Regions from separate parts of the Oryctolagus cuniculus genome. Here region 2 is linked to region 1. The links are chromatin contacts, called in public Hi-C maps. All regions are on one chromosome and are shown on one strand. Each heading gives the region's core, a stretch centred on a gene start, on an enhancer-like site or on the middle of the called end of the contact. The rest is flanking DNA. Distances are from core to core; before and after follow the strand shown.

The links. A called contact is a pair of places that touch in the nucleus more often than the background predicts.
Region 2: a contact with region 1 is called in a Hi-C map of an unstated tissue, with 5 times the contacts expected there. The contact joins two enhancer-like sites. A contact is called at or near these places in 2 of 6 Hi-C or Micro-C datasets (skin fibroblasts and an unstated tissue).

Annotation. Positions count from the first base shown.
Region 1 is chrX:109,450,954-109,457,754 of mOryCun1.1, reverse strand. It overlaps LOC103351973 (a long non-coding RNA gene), which reads left to right. Exons shown (of 4, transcript XR_011385395.1): 2 at 1-4,949. Among named protein-coding and RNA genes, the nearest start is that of STK26, 150 kb to the left of the region's middle. Within about 2 kb of position 4,489, at least 3 of the 8 cell types and tissues checked have an H3K27ac peak or open chromatin away from gene starts, as enhancers often do.
Region 2 is chrX:110,236,997-110,243,448 of mOryCun1.1, reverse strand. It overlaps HS6ST2 (heparan sulfate 6-O-sulfotransferase 2), which reads left to right. Exons shown (of 4, transcript XM_008273223.4): 4 at 4,165-6,452. The coding sequence ends at 5,065. Among named protein-coding and RNA genes, the nearest start is that of MBNL3, 180 kb to the right of the region's middle. Within about 2 kb of position 4,983, at least 1 of the 8 cell types and tissues checked has an H3K27ac peak or open chromatin away from gene starts, as enhancers often do.

The DNA.
Region 1 (6,801 bases), core at 3,240-5,739:
CTTAGGGATGCAATAAGGCGGTGAGTGGATTGAAATTATGTTTTTGCAAAAATTAAAGCAAGAGGAAAGAAGGTGTACTGAGGGAGGGAAACATAGTTATCTTCTTAGAATTGTACCTATAAAACAGATGAAATATGTTCTCTTTGTATTAATAATAATTATAAAAAGAATCAGTCATGAAACAAAATTTAGCTTCTGTTTTTTTAAAAGGATATAATATAGAGCCTCACAACTATGCCTGAAATATTTGAAAACAAGTAAGGGTAGCTTTTGAAATACACACAAAACAAGAAAAAAGAGTCCCAATATTCATTTAATAAAGTTGCAAGTTATAAAACATCATTTTTAAGATTTTATTGTAGAATAAACACAGTTCTATATACTTGCTAGAATGGTTAAATGTCCTACTATTAATAATGAAACAAAAGATTTTGGCAAATATTGAACATTTTTAAGATCAACTGTCTTTATTTGAAAGGCAGTGTTACAGAAAGCCAGAGTAAGTGAAAGAGAGAGAAGTCTTTATCTGCTGGTTCACTCCTCAAATGGCTTCAACAGCTGGAGCTGAGCCAATCCAAAGCCAGGAGCCAGGCGCTTCTTCTGGCTGCAGGGCCTCAAGGATTTGGGCCATTTTCTAACTATTTTCCCAAGCACATCAGCAGAGAGATGGATTGGAAATGGAGCAGAGGGGGCTCAAACTGGTGCCCATATGGGATGCTGGCACTGCAGGCTGGGCTTTAAACCCTTGCGCCACAGCACTGGCCCCTCTTCTTAGGCATATTTAAGATGGGCTTGCTATAAAAGACCTGAGAAAGGTGTGAAAAAAAAGACAATTTCAAGTCACAAGAAAATCCCATATATAGATCATGTCAGTTGAAATTCATACCAAAAAAATTCCTGTAGGTAACCATAGAATCACATGTGTATACACACACAGACATACACAAATACAAAACATATAGAAGCAAAGGCAGAATCCAAGAGATTGAAGCACGTGATCAGGAGTATCCTCTCTTCCTGTTTCGTAACTACTCAGTTTATCTTTACTTTGTCAGTTGCATATATTATGCTTAAGCATTGATTATCAGTAAAATAATTTTATGAGTTTAAAAAAATAAAGAACTATCATAACTAGTTATCTGTCATCCAATGCTGAGTAATGAAATAGTGACACAAAATTCAACCTACATTTTAACCATGACATAATTGAAGAAAACAAATAGTCATGCATTCCTCTGTGGATAAATGTGTAAATAATGTCAGCTTTCATGAATGCCTGCACATCTTATTTTCAACATTTCAATACATGCACCCATTAAAATACCAATAGAGGTTCCTTTGGGGTAGGTTGAGTTGGGATACAGTATTCATGTCTTTCATTGATTTGTGTATTCTACACGATTTTTCACAATGCTTATGTATTTGAATTCAATCACAAATCTAGAACAAACATGTACAGAAGAAATTATTGGTAAAACTTGCTGGCTTGATGACACAAAACAAATCTAAGGAATCAGTAGTCTTGAGCATACACAAGAGAAGGTTTGAAGATACAATCATACTTTACAAGTCTTTCTCCATTTGAGGTGGCATCACCTGTGATTTCACCGCACTTCTTTGTAAATGAATTTGTAACTGAACATATTGTTAAGAAGCATGTTTAATTTTGAGAAATTCCAAATGTCAGAGGCTACTCTCTTAAAAATAGTATTCCAAAGGATAATGAAATGTGAAAAACGTTGTAGTTACATTCAGTACAGAAAACATATTTGAACTCAGAAGATACAAGGAATTTGAATATTATTTAAAAACTCATTAGATGCATATAATTAAGAGATGAGGGTGACATTGAAAACTATTCTTGTAGGGATTGAGTCAGTTTATTTTTAGCTTTGTGAAATTTCAAAAATTTGAACAATTGTGCACAGCAGGTATTGCTTTTTTGAATATCTTGGATACTAAGATTATAATGGAATGAAGAAATTTCAAGTTTTCCAAATACATATATGTGTGTGGAAACATGACAATTTGTGTAAGATAATGATGAAGATTTTTTTTCAAAATGACTCCATATTCTCTTGATTGTGGAAATAAAGATATACATTGCAAGGTGTCCAGTGCGTAACAAATCTTCCCAGGCAGATGAATCAATGAATTCACAAGCTTTTATTGGGATTCCGCTCCCGGGTGAGGTTCCCCGGTCCCAACAGAGCGGGGGCCGGGGAAGTTGCACGTCAGAGGTTGGGAGGGCTCCTTTTATAGATACAGGGCACGGGGGTTAAAGGTTGGGGCAGTTCTGATCCTCACTGGTTGACCTTTAGACACCTGTGGGGACCTGGACTAGGACTTTTCTTCCCCTGAAGTGCGAGTTAGGGACTCTCCATTCCCGGAAGTATAGGCCTTCCCTCCTTGCGGATCCCAAAGCTACCATACATTAGCATATATATATGTCTATACATGTACTCATGGTCAAAAATTATATCTTTAAATCATGGTGATTATTATAGTAACAATGCAATTAAACTTCCCTCTTTTCCATATATGCATGAGTTTGTATGTATATGTATATACATGTGTGTATGTACATATGCATACATATTCAAATTTTATATTTGGCTTCACCAACAGCCATAAGTCTACATTAAAATGGGATTCATCTATTTATCATGATTTGGATCATATTTTCACTTGTTTTGTTGGCAGATTTCATTATCATGAAAAAATTGCAAGATCCAATTTTTAGTAGCCAAATATGCAGGGAAATATGTGTGAAATATTGTAGATGGCTACAAAAATAGTGAATGTATTGACTTGAAGCTTTGAGAAAATGTGCATCTGGATCATGGTATAGGAGGTATGCACACATTTTGTTTATACAATAATATAATCTGTTATATTTTTAATAATAAGATTGAATGTCAGGTAAAACTGTAGGTTAAAATTTTGAGAAGGGAGAAAAAGCTGCATTCTGTGAGGTATACATGTTTGTTTATTTTAGGGAATATACTTATATACTGTATATGTGAACATAATAAAGTTTAGAAAACATAAATCTTCAAATCTTGATACCTGAGGGATGGCATCATAGGCATTAAATTTCTGCTTGTTAAAAAATTGTTTTATGAATTGAAAATGTCTTCACTATGACTCTACTAATATTTTTAGTGAATATGGCCATATGAGGGTTTTTTTGGCTAATATTTCATTTACTAAAAATTTAGGTCTTGTGGATTTTCACAATAATGACAAACTTCCCAGGAAACAAGTGAAAATATGATCCAACTGGTAACAAAGCCAAATTTTAATAGAAAATTATTTTGTATGAAGCTAAATACAGATGTTTGTGTGCATGCATCAAAATTAGTAAGTATATTAACATTCAGTTGTTATTGGTGTGTTGAAACATAATCCAAATGTTTATCAGTCTCACTGAAAAGTACCATTTATCACTGCTTTTAGTCTTCATTTTCATATAGTTCGTTTTTGACTCATTTGTATGTCTCAGTTGCTTCTGAGAAACTGATCCCTAAGTGACATGAACATACACAATAAAGTCATAGGAAGCCATTGTCAGCCTTAATAACTACATGGAAATGTCCCTGTGTTCCAGTCTTCAATGATGAAACCATTAGACTACATTAGCCTCCTCTGATGGGAATTTATACATACTTGAGTAGGTGCGTCTCTCCAAATGGGCACTGTATAGCAGCCAGTCTTGAGAACTACCTTCCTTAGAGTTCTAGACAAATAGCTGCTTCTCCCTCAACACACAGGCCTGCTATCCAGGCCAGAAAATGGTGGAACTTGGAAAGTGAGCCAGGTCAAGAATCAAATGTACTTGTTCCTAGATTTGCTCTTCTCTAAGCCCTTAGGTGCAACCATTTTCTTTCTGATCTGGATCCCTGAAACTTGCACTCTGATAGTCCAAGACAATTGGGTACTATGAGAAAATGCTGAAAAAAGTTGAGAAAAAGAACTGCAAAGGCTAGGTAAGTGGAAACTGAATTTCTGAACTGAAAAGACCCCTTGATGAGTGTGTAGTTTTAGGCCCCAGATTTCAGTTAGATACTAAAAGCAAAATCATCAGAGTGTGAACAGTTTCTTTAAACTGGGTAACAAACAAGGCAGCCATATTTCCTGGGGCTTTTGTCACTTGGTCACATTTTTTTTCACACTGGATGGGCGGGAGAAGAGGGCTGGGGGGCGGGGAGAGGGCATTGTTAGTTGCCGTTCCTAGAGCAACACTGCCATCATGAGGAAATGAGTGATTAAAAACCCCCAAGGCTTCTTCCTTTAGCGTCCTTAACTGGGAAAGCCCCATTCTGTCACAAGCTTAAGCAGGCCCGGTCCTAGTTGGCTCTCAGTTCCGCCTCCTGGGGCCTCCCTAGAGTTCTGGACGAAGATCAAAGATGGAGTCCAGGTATAGCAGCTGCCCACGCGGGAAGCACGACTACGTCTGCCGCTGCCAGGAAGTCTGGGCACAGGAAGTCATGGGGTGGAGTCTTGGCATCCTCCCAGTGTGGGCGGGACTAGAGGAATTCCACCAACTGACAAAGTCCAGGGTCTGTGGCTATTTGTCTTGCTCCCTGCCCCTCAGAACCTGGGGAAAGCTGACACGTGGTGTTCCCAAGCTCTAGGGACTTGAAATGCAGAGAACAAGACAATACCAGGTAGTTTATAGCAGGGCTCCATGTGCTCTGCATGCTGAAGGTCTCAGGTGCACCCAAGCTGTTTGGAGCTTGGAGGGCCTTGAAAAGAAGTGGAACCACCCAGCTAAGCTAAGAAGTGTTAGCTTTTCTGCTAGGAGAGCAGACCGCGCCCAAACAGATGGAGACCAAAAACAAAAGGAGAAGACTGAAGATGAACCTACCTTTTAAAAGTCCTTGTCTGCTGGAAGTGGCATTTCCTGCGACTCTGCTTCACGTCTTCGTACATGGCTGTTGTAGCAGGTACATTGTTTCTAAAAAATGAGAAAAACAGATGGCAAAATGGTAAAATGTGTCAGTATTCCAAAGAATATTTAATGATACTTGAAAAATGTTCAAGCTGCAAATGAGGAAAGCTGGTTTTAATGTTCAAGTACAAGGGGATTTGAATGTTATTTTTATTTAAGTGCATGTTAAACCTGCAGAGATACAAGAATGCACAGCAAGGACATTGTTAAAGTGGCCATTTGTTCTTACACTGACGTAGTACCATTTATTTTCTAGTTTATAAGTGCTTTGCCAGCAGCAGGTATAACTTTTATGATTTCTTAGAATAGAAATGCCTTCTAGAGCAAAATACAGAAAAATTCCAAGCATTCACGAATGCATATTGATATGCAAGTGTGCAAATGATTTAAGGTACTGCTGAAGACTTTGTCCATGCAATCATGTTTAAAAATAAACATATATACAAAGAGGCTTCACAAAGTTCATGCAAAATTGAATTAAAAGAAAAGTTGGTTTTTTGTGCAAAAGCATGTTGAAATCCCAGCATATTTTTTCATGCTATGAATTGTTCATGAACTTTATAAAAACTTCTTATGTTCATGGATTACAGATTTTTTTGCATGAAAATACAGTATTTTTAAAATTTGTATTCATGAACTTTTTGCAGCACTCTTGTGTGTGTGTAATATATATATATATATATAAAAAGAGAGATGAGTAAGCATTTTTAAAATTTGCACATTTATAATCATGGCAAGTATTATAGTGAGTATTCATTTTAACTGGAAATTATCAATTGATATATTTATTTCTGTATTTGTGTTTATATATAGATATTAGCAAAAATTATAGCTACATGGAAAGTGTTGTGTGTTTTCTTAGGATATACATCTGGATGAGAGATATCAATTATAACTTTTATTTAAATTTTTTAGAAAATATAAAACAAATTTGGTATAAATTTTGAAAAGTATAAAAAGGGAGAAATCCTAATAAGCATAAAATATAGTGCTTGTTTTAATGTAAGTTTTAGAGATACATGTCACTGTAGTAATGATTAGATAAGGCAGGCCTCAAATTAAGATGCTTAAGTTGTGGCATTACGGCTATATTATGTCCTGTGCATACATTTTTACAAAATTAAATGAGAACCTAGTATTTTTTATTGAGCAGGTCAATCAAGAAGCTCTTCGCAAATGTTTTATTGTCTGAAATCCACATGTTGCACATGTTTCATGATAATTCAATCTATCCATGAATCAGAAATGAAAATTTGGAATCTGGAACATAATGCATATACAAATCCAATTTAAGTACTAATTTATTGTCCTGTGTTACCATAAAATAGAATTATGTGTGTCTATTGAAAGAATGGCGATAAATATGCAAAAGGTTAATAGTGCTTAATTCAATATTTTATGACAGTGCTTTTTATTTTTAAACAGTGAGTGATTATTTTCTAAATTCTTTGGAAGCACACTGTCTTATGTAAAAATCACTCTTAAAATTGATTTCTGAAACTTAATTGGCAAACATATACCTGACAGAGTCATAGGAAATTAAAAGTAATATAATATCATACATGTGAACATACTTGTGTTCCAATGATGAAACCATGAGTCCAAATATGTCCCTTTTAAGTGGAATTGATGGAAATTTGAGTATATGTGTCACTTGAAGAGGGATGGTATTTGTAATTCAGACTTCAGAACTATCTGTCCAGCCATGGCTGCTCTCAACTCAACACACAAAGCCTAGTGCTCAGCTCAGAAAATGGAGGACTCAGGAAACTTGGCAGTGTGAAAAGTCACATGCTCTAGGCCCTTATTTGCATCTGTTTATTTACTTATGCTCAGCCCTGGATCAC
Region 2 (6,452 bases), core at 3,734-6,233, 790 kb before region 1:
GGTGCAGGCATTCCAAGTGGCAGCTTAACCCACTGCACCACAATACCCACCCCTCCCCTGCATTCCTTTTGCACAAGATTTTGTTAATTCCACCTCCTAAGTATTTCTGTGGTTTTCTCCTCATCCTCTTTTGCCTTGTCTTCTGTAGTATGTTCTTATCTAATTTCCCTACATCCATCTCCGTAAACCCTGTACCATGCTCTTTCTAAAACACAGTCCTCATCATTTGATCCCCTGACTTAAAATTCTCCAAAGATCTCCCTGGTGCCTACAGAATTAATTGTGAATTCTAAACTATGGCATTCAATGCCTTCAACAACCAGGCTTCAATTCCCACCACTACTCCTTAACTCTCCATAAAATGTTTATTTTTTTAAAAAATTGAGTTTTTATTTTTAACTTCTATATAGAATTGTACATATTTATGGAGTATAATGCAATGGTTCAATACTTGTATACATTGTGTAATGGTCACCCAGGGAAAACATCCATTGTAAGGATGTATCATTTCTTTATGGTGAGAACATTCAAAATCATTTTTTTGCCCTATGAGACTGCTTCTCTAAAAACTCTCCCCTCTGAATAATGAGCATCCTGGATCATTTATGCAACAAAACCACCAAGGTGTTATACCTGTCTTCTCACCTCCAACACATGGTACAATTCCAAGGGCCAGTGGCCACTGGGCACCTGCCCTTAAACAGATCTTCCTTTTCACCCATGGGATAGTATTTTCAAACAGAATCGACTGCTTCTAGTTGAGCCAGTTTGGGCCCCAAGACTACTTGCCCTGGAAGAAGGAGACTGTTGACCCTGAATCTCCAATTATTGTCCTTTGGGTCTAGACAGCTGTTATTACGAAAGCAATTCACACGCGAACGCGTGTGTGTGTGTGTGTGTGTGTGTGTAGACTGAGGCTGCCCACATTAGGCTGTCCTTACTCACACAGCCACTAGGCGACCTTCAGGTTGTAGGGGTACTGGATCCACACATCTTTAACAGAAGAGTGTATGTATGTATGTATCTGTGTCTCTGTGTTGTATCTGTGTATGTATCTGTGTCTCTGTGTTGTGTCCTCTGTCTCTCTAGGTTGGGAGTAGTGCTTACAAAATCTTCACTCTGACACTAACCCTGATGGTTGCTATCTCTGCCCTGAAAGACCAGGAGGAATTTTTAAGGAGCTGCCTTGTACTGTGGTGCAGTCTAAAATTGACCAGAAGATGTCACTGTAGGCTTAAGCCAGTACAACAGATTCAGACAGGAGAATTGTCAGCTAAGCATGAAGGTGACTCCATTATGGAGCTTTAAAACACCCAGCACCCTGCAATGCAATGCATGCCTGGAAAAACTGGTTGAGAAGTTAACCCAAATGTGTCACTAGATTTAATACCTTTCCCCCCCTCCAAATCATCGGTCTAATTGCCACCAAACTATTGCCTCAGGCGTAGCATAAAGGCTCGATTATATGTACTGAATGAATGAATGAACACCAAAACTAGCAGTAGAAGGAGGAAGCCCAAGGGCATAGTAGTAACTTTATTGGTAAAGGCTGCTAGGGGACAAAAGTTACCACTCTTGGCAGTGTGTTTTTACAGAGAAGATTTTTCGTGGCACTAGCTAGGTCAGGTCCTGGGAAAAGTAGTAAGATAAATTAAGGTGCTCTGTGCCCCCTCTCCACACTCAGCCCCAGATGCTTCTCTTGTGCCCAATGCTTGTTTATTCCAAAAAAGCATATAAGGTGAATTTTTTAAAAGATGAATTTTTAAAATCTTCCTGTGATTTTTGCAAGGTTCTTGGAAGAAGATCTAAAGTATTTGTATGACCCCAGCGCTCTCCTTCCCCTCATCCATGGAATAGTTCTCTTTTTTTAATTTTTAAAGATTTGTTTGTTTATTTGAAAGGCAGAGTTACATAGAGAGGAGGAGGAGAGAGAGAAAGAGAAAGAGAGAGAGAGAGAGAGAGAGAGAGAGAGAGAGAGAGAGATCCTTCAGTCCACTGGTTCAATCCCTAAATGGCTGTAATGACCAGGGCTGGGCCAGGCCGAAATCAGCTGGGACTCCAACCGGTGCCCAGTCCATGTCTTAGCCTGCTGTGACACAGCGCCAGCCTTTGGAATAGTTCTTTAAAATGAGCAGTTTTTAAAAGAGTTACTGAGATTCGGCTCTGTGCCAAATATAAAGGCTGCTGGAATGGATGGGATGAGGGTTATGGAAGCATAGGGCTGACTTCCTGTCCTGGAAAACATAGAGATTAAATGGAAATGCAAACAAGTAATTGTAATAAAATGTAAATTTTATTACATAATTTTTTATTACATAAAACATAGTGTGTAAGGCCACTGCTTGTGATGCTGGCTTCCCATGTGGGCACCGGTTCATATCCCCAGTGCTACACTTCTTATCCAGTTCTGTGCTAATGGCCTGGGGAAAGCAGTGGAGGGTGGCCCAAGTGCTTGGGCCCCTGCATCCACATGGAAGCCCCAGGAGAAGCTCCAGGCTCCTGGCTTCAGCCTGGCCCAGTCCTAGCCATTGCAGCCATCTTGGGAGTGAACCAGCAGATGGCAGTTATCTCTCTCTCTCTCTCTCTCTCTCTCTCTTTATCTCTCTCTCCCTTCTCTCTCCTTGACTCTGACTTATAAATAAATAAATATTTAAAAAAATGTTTTAACAAAGGCTGAGCATGGAAACACAATGGCAACCCAGAAGAAGTGAAGACTGGCAGCAAGGGGTGGGGTAGAGTTTATCAAAGGATGAATTGGTGCTTGAAGCCTGGGTAAAATTTCGCAGCTAACAAAGGAAGATCTTACCCTGCATAGAACAGAGACATAGAGGATAGGTCTCTGGATGCCTGAGTTGCTGGAAACCAAAGAGCTGGGAAGCACCATGTCCCCAGAGGACATCAGCCAGCATTCAGTCAGGCTGAGCAGGCTTCCTCTGTGTTCTCTGATTTGTATAGAAAGCCACCATTCCCTCAGATGGAGACAAGCGCATTTCAGAAGAGTTGTAAGCCGTATCCCAGGTTTCCTTTAAGAAATGACAGGAAATAATCTGTGTTTATTGCCATTTTCCTTCCACAATACACTTTTCCGTGACCTCCGCCGTGCCTGCTTTGAAACAAACTTCTCAGTCTTGTTTCCTATCCGTGGCCTTGCGCCATCACATCCGAGACCTGGATGTTTTGAAGGTCTGGGGCCGTGAGTGTGTGCACCTGTTGGGGGCATGGATGTGAGTGTGTCGGTGTGTAGTTTCAGTGTTAGCTGGTCTGCTGTTTAAGCCAGGCACGGTATCTATTTGCAGCTCCGGAGAGAAGATAGCCATACCTCAAAGCCTCCACACTTGCTGACATTCATGTGTCCTGTCGGTGTTGGTAAGGAACAGGGACGTTTTGGCGCTGATAGAGTCAACTTTCCTACCTGGGAATATTATCATGTGAGCAAGGGCTGAAATCGAGGTAGTAGCTTGCATATGTGCCATTGGCAGCTACTGTGTCTATTTCAGTCCCGTTTATTTCTGGAGGCCAAGCTATTCTGCCTATCTCTGCATTCCATTTCCATAACGTACGAGGCCCTGATGTTATGACAACAGCCAGAATCAAGAGTATCATAGCAAACGCTCTTCCAGCGAGGTTTGTTCTTTTTTTTTTTTTTAAAGACATTTAGATTAGACTGGATATTGGGAAAATGCATGTGCATATTGAATAAGAAAGATTAGAATTCGAGCTCACTTATCAACTCCATTTCATGTCAATAAATCATTTGCTTCCACCGAGTCTCCATTTCATGATCAGGAAACGGGGGCTTTGGGACCATAAACAACATGGTTACCTACTTAGCCAGTGCGTCACCAGGAGGATTTGCCATCGGCTGGAGCAGGAGCAATAGAAGGGAAGTGGGGATGAACAGCCAAGCTGATGTCTTGAGAGTAACCGCTTTGTACCTGCTTTAGCTGCAGATTCAGTGAAACAATTAGCTATCCTGCTAGGCTAACGGGACTGATGGAGGGACGGGGGCTGCAGCAGAGTTCACAGGACACATGGCACTCGGACCTTAGCATTCCCCCCTTGTCTTTCTTAATGGCTAGTGAACGTCACATGTGCCATGTACCTCCCTGACTCCACTTATGTCAGCCACATCTCTGACTTTGGGTCTTTGTGCTTTATCCACAGGAACTTCCACTACATCACCATCCTCCGCGACCCTGTGTCCCGCTACTTGAGTGAGTGGAGGCATGTCCAGAGAGGGGCGACATGGAAAGCATCCCTGCACGTGTGTGATGGAAGGCCCCCAACATCTGAAGAGCTGCCCAGCTGCTACACTGGCGATGACTGGTCTGGCTGCCCACTCAAAGAGTTCATGGACTGCCCTTATAACCTAGCCAACAACCGCCAGGTGCGCATGCTCTCAGACTTGACTCTGGTAGGCTGCTACAACCTGTCTGTCATGCCTGAAAAGCAAAGAAACAAAGTCCTGCTGGAAAGTGCCAAATCAAATCTGAAGCACATGGCATTCTTTGGCCTCACTGAGTTTCAGCGGAAGACCCAGTATCTGTTTGAGAAGACCTTCAACATGAACTTCATTTCGCCGTTTACCCAGTATAATACCACTAGGGCCTCTAGTGTAGAGATCAATGAGGAAATCCAAAAGCGCATTGAGGGACTGAATTTTCTGGATATGGAATTGTACAGCTATGCCAAAGATCTCTTTTTGCAAAGGTATCAGTTTATGAGGCAGAAAGAGCATCAGGAAGCCAGGCGGAAGCGTCAGGAACAACGCAAATTTCTGAAGGGTAGGTTCCTTCAGACCCATTTTCAGAGCCACAGTCAAGGTCAGAGCCAGAATCCAAGTCAGAATCTGAGTCAGAACCCAAATCTGAATGCAATTCAGAATCTGACTCAGAATCTGCTGCACAATCTGATTCAGAATCTGACTCAGAGTTCGAGTCAGAATTTGAGCCAGAAGGAGACCCGGGATAGCCAGAGGCAGAAACCAGGGCAGGGGCGCAATGAGAGCAGCCACGCCAGCAACGGTACCCATGACTACATAGGCAGTGTAGAGAAATGGCGTTAGTTGACTCAGAAAGGCTTGTGCACACTTCCCTCAATGCGCCACCAAATAGATGGCAGATCCTAAAAGATCAAAGTGTCCAAACACACCCTGCTTCCTTAACTTGGGAAGATTTTAAAAAAAAAGTTTAGATGTTGCCTTTACAGTTGCCTTTCAATTAAATGTTATACTGTGCATGGGTAAAACAAATCTCAGTATGTAATTAAATTGTCTTTTTTGGGATTGGTCTATTTATGAAATCCAAAAGCCAAACCAGACTCACCAGAAATTGCTGTTTAGATATTTTAAGAAGTTCTTAAATTAGTTAGGGAGACAAAATGAAAACATCAAATGCAACCATTTAACTTATGGCTAAGAAATGGACTTTAAATGATTCATGATACACTGTTAAAACCCAATCTTAGAAGCAAACTTTTTTTTTTCCCAAGAATAAGCATAAGTATAAGCAAACTGACAGAAGTGAAACACAAAACCTTTCATTTTGTTCTGATTTTAACAAGGAATCTATTGAAGTAGAATAACAACTGATGATAAATTTCACCAAAAATGTAGAAAATGAAAAATTCTTCTCCCCAACATGGGTGGTTTTATATAAAAATTCTGGCTTTTCAAGAACAGGATTCCTATCTTGTAATTCAAGGGATGTTTAAATTTTAAACTTTTTATACCTTCTACTGTTTAAAGGTTTTAAACAGGGTGTGTCTCATATCAAACAGAACACTTTTGTTTCCAAATGGAATACCAATGTAAAGATCTAATTTCCAGATGCTTCCCTGGCACTGTAATCTCAACAGCTCTGGAATCTTTTTGGCGCTGCTTCTCATTATTTTAAGGCTTCTCCAAGTTGTGCTCATTCCAAACTAACTCATGTATAGACTCTTTCTTCATCATCTAAATGGTGTGTTTCTGAATTTATTGTGGTATATAATAATCCTGCATTTAAAGTCAGGGCTTTCTTTCTATAAACATGTCTTATCAATGTTTGTGTAGTGAGGTCCTTATCAAGAGACTCTTGAGCAGGATAACGTGTCTAAAAATATTCTTGAAGTTATTCTTGATCAGATATAACTGAACCTGAATGTGAACTGTTCTTTACTTTTTGTATACCTGTATTGTAATGTTTCTGGTTGAGCTGGCTATTTCTAGCCCATTAGTTCTTTTTCATGTGGACACATTTATAAACAATTGCAAGAGCAAAGGCTGATAAATGGTAGAATGAACATTGGGATAGCCGGAGTTACTCAATAATACCAAAAGCTACCCCCTGATACTTTGGGTTAATCCTTCTACCAGGTTTTTGTTTAAGAAAGAACACTAGGAAAAAGTGTCCTGACATGAAGTTAAGTATCAGAAACATGTGAGTTGAGAAGAGTGATTTGGGAGTGTAAGT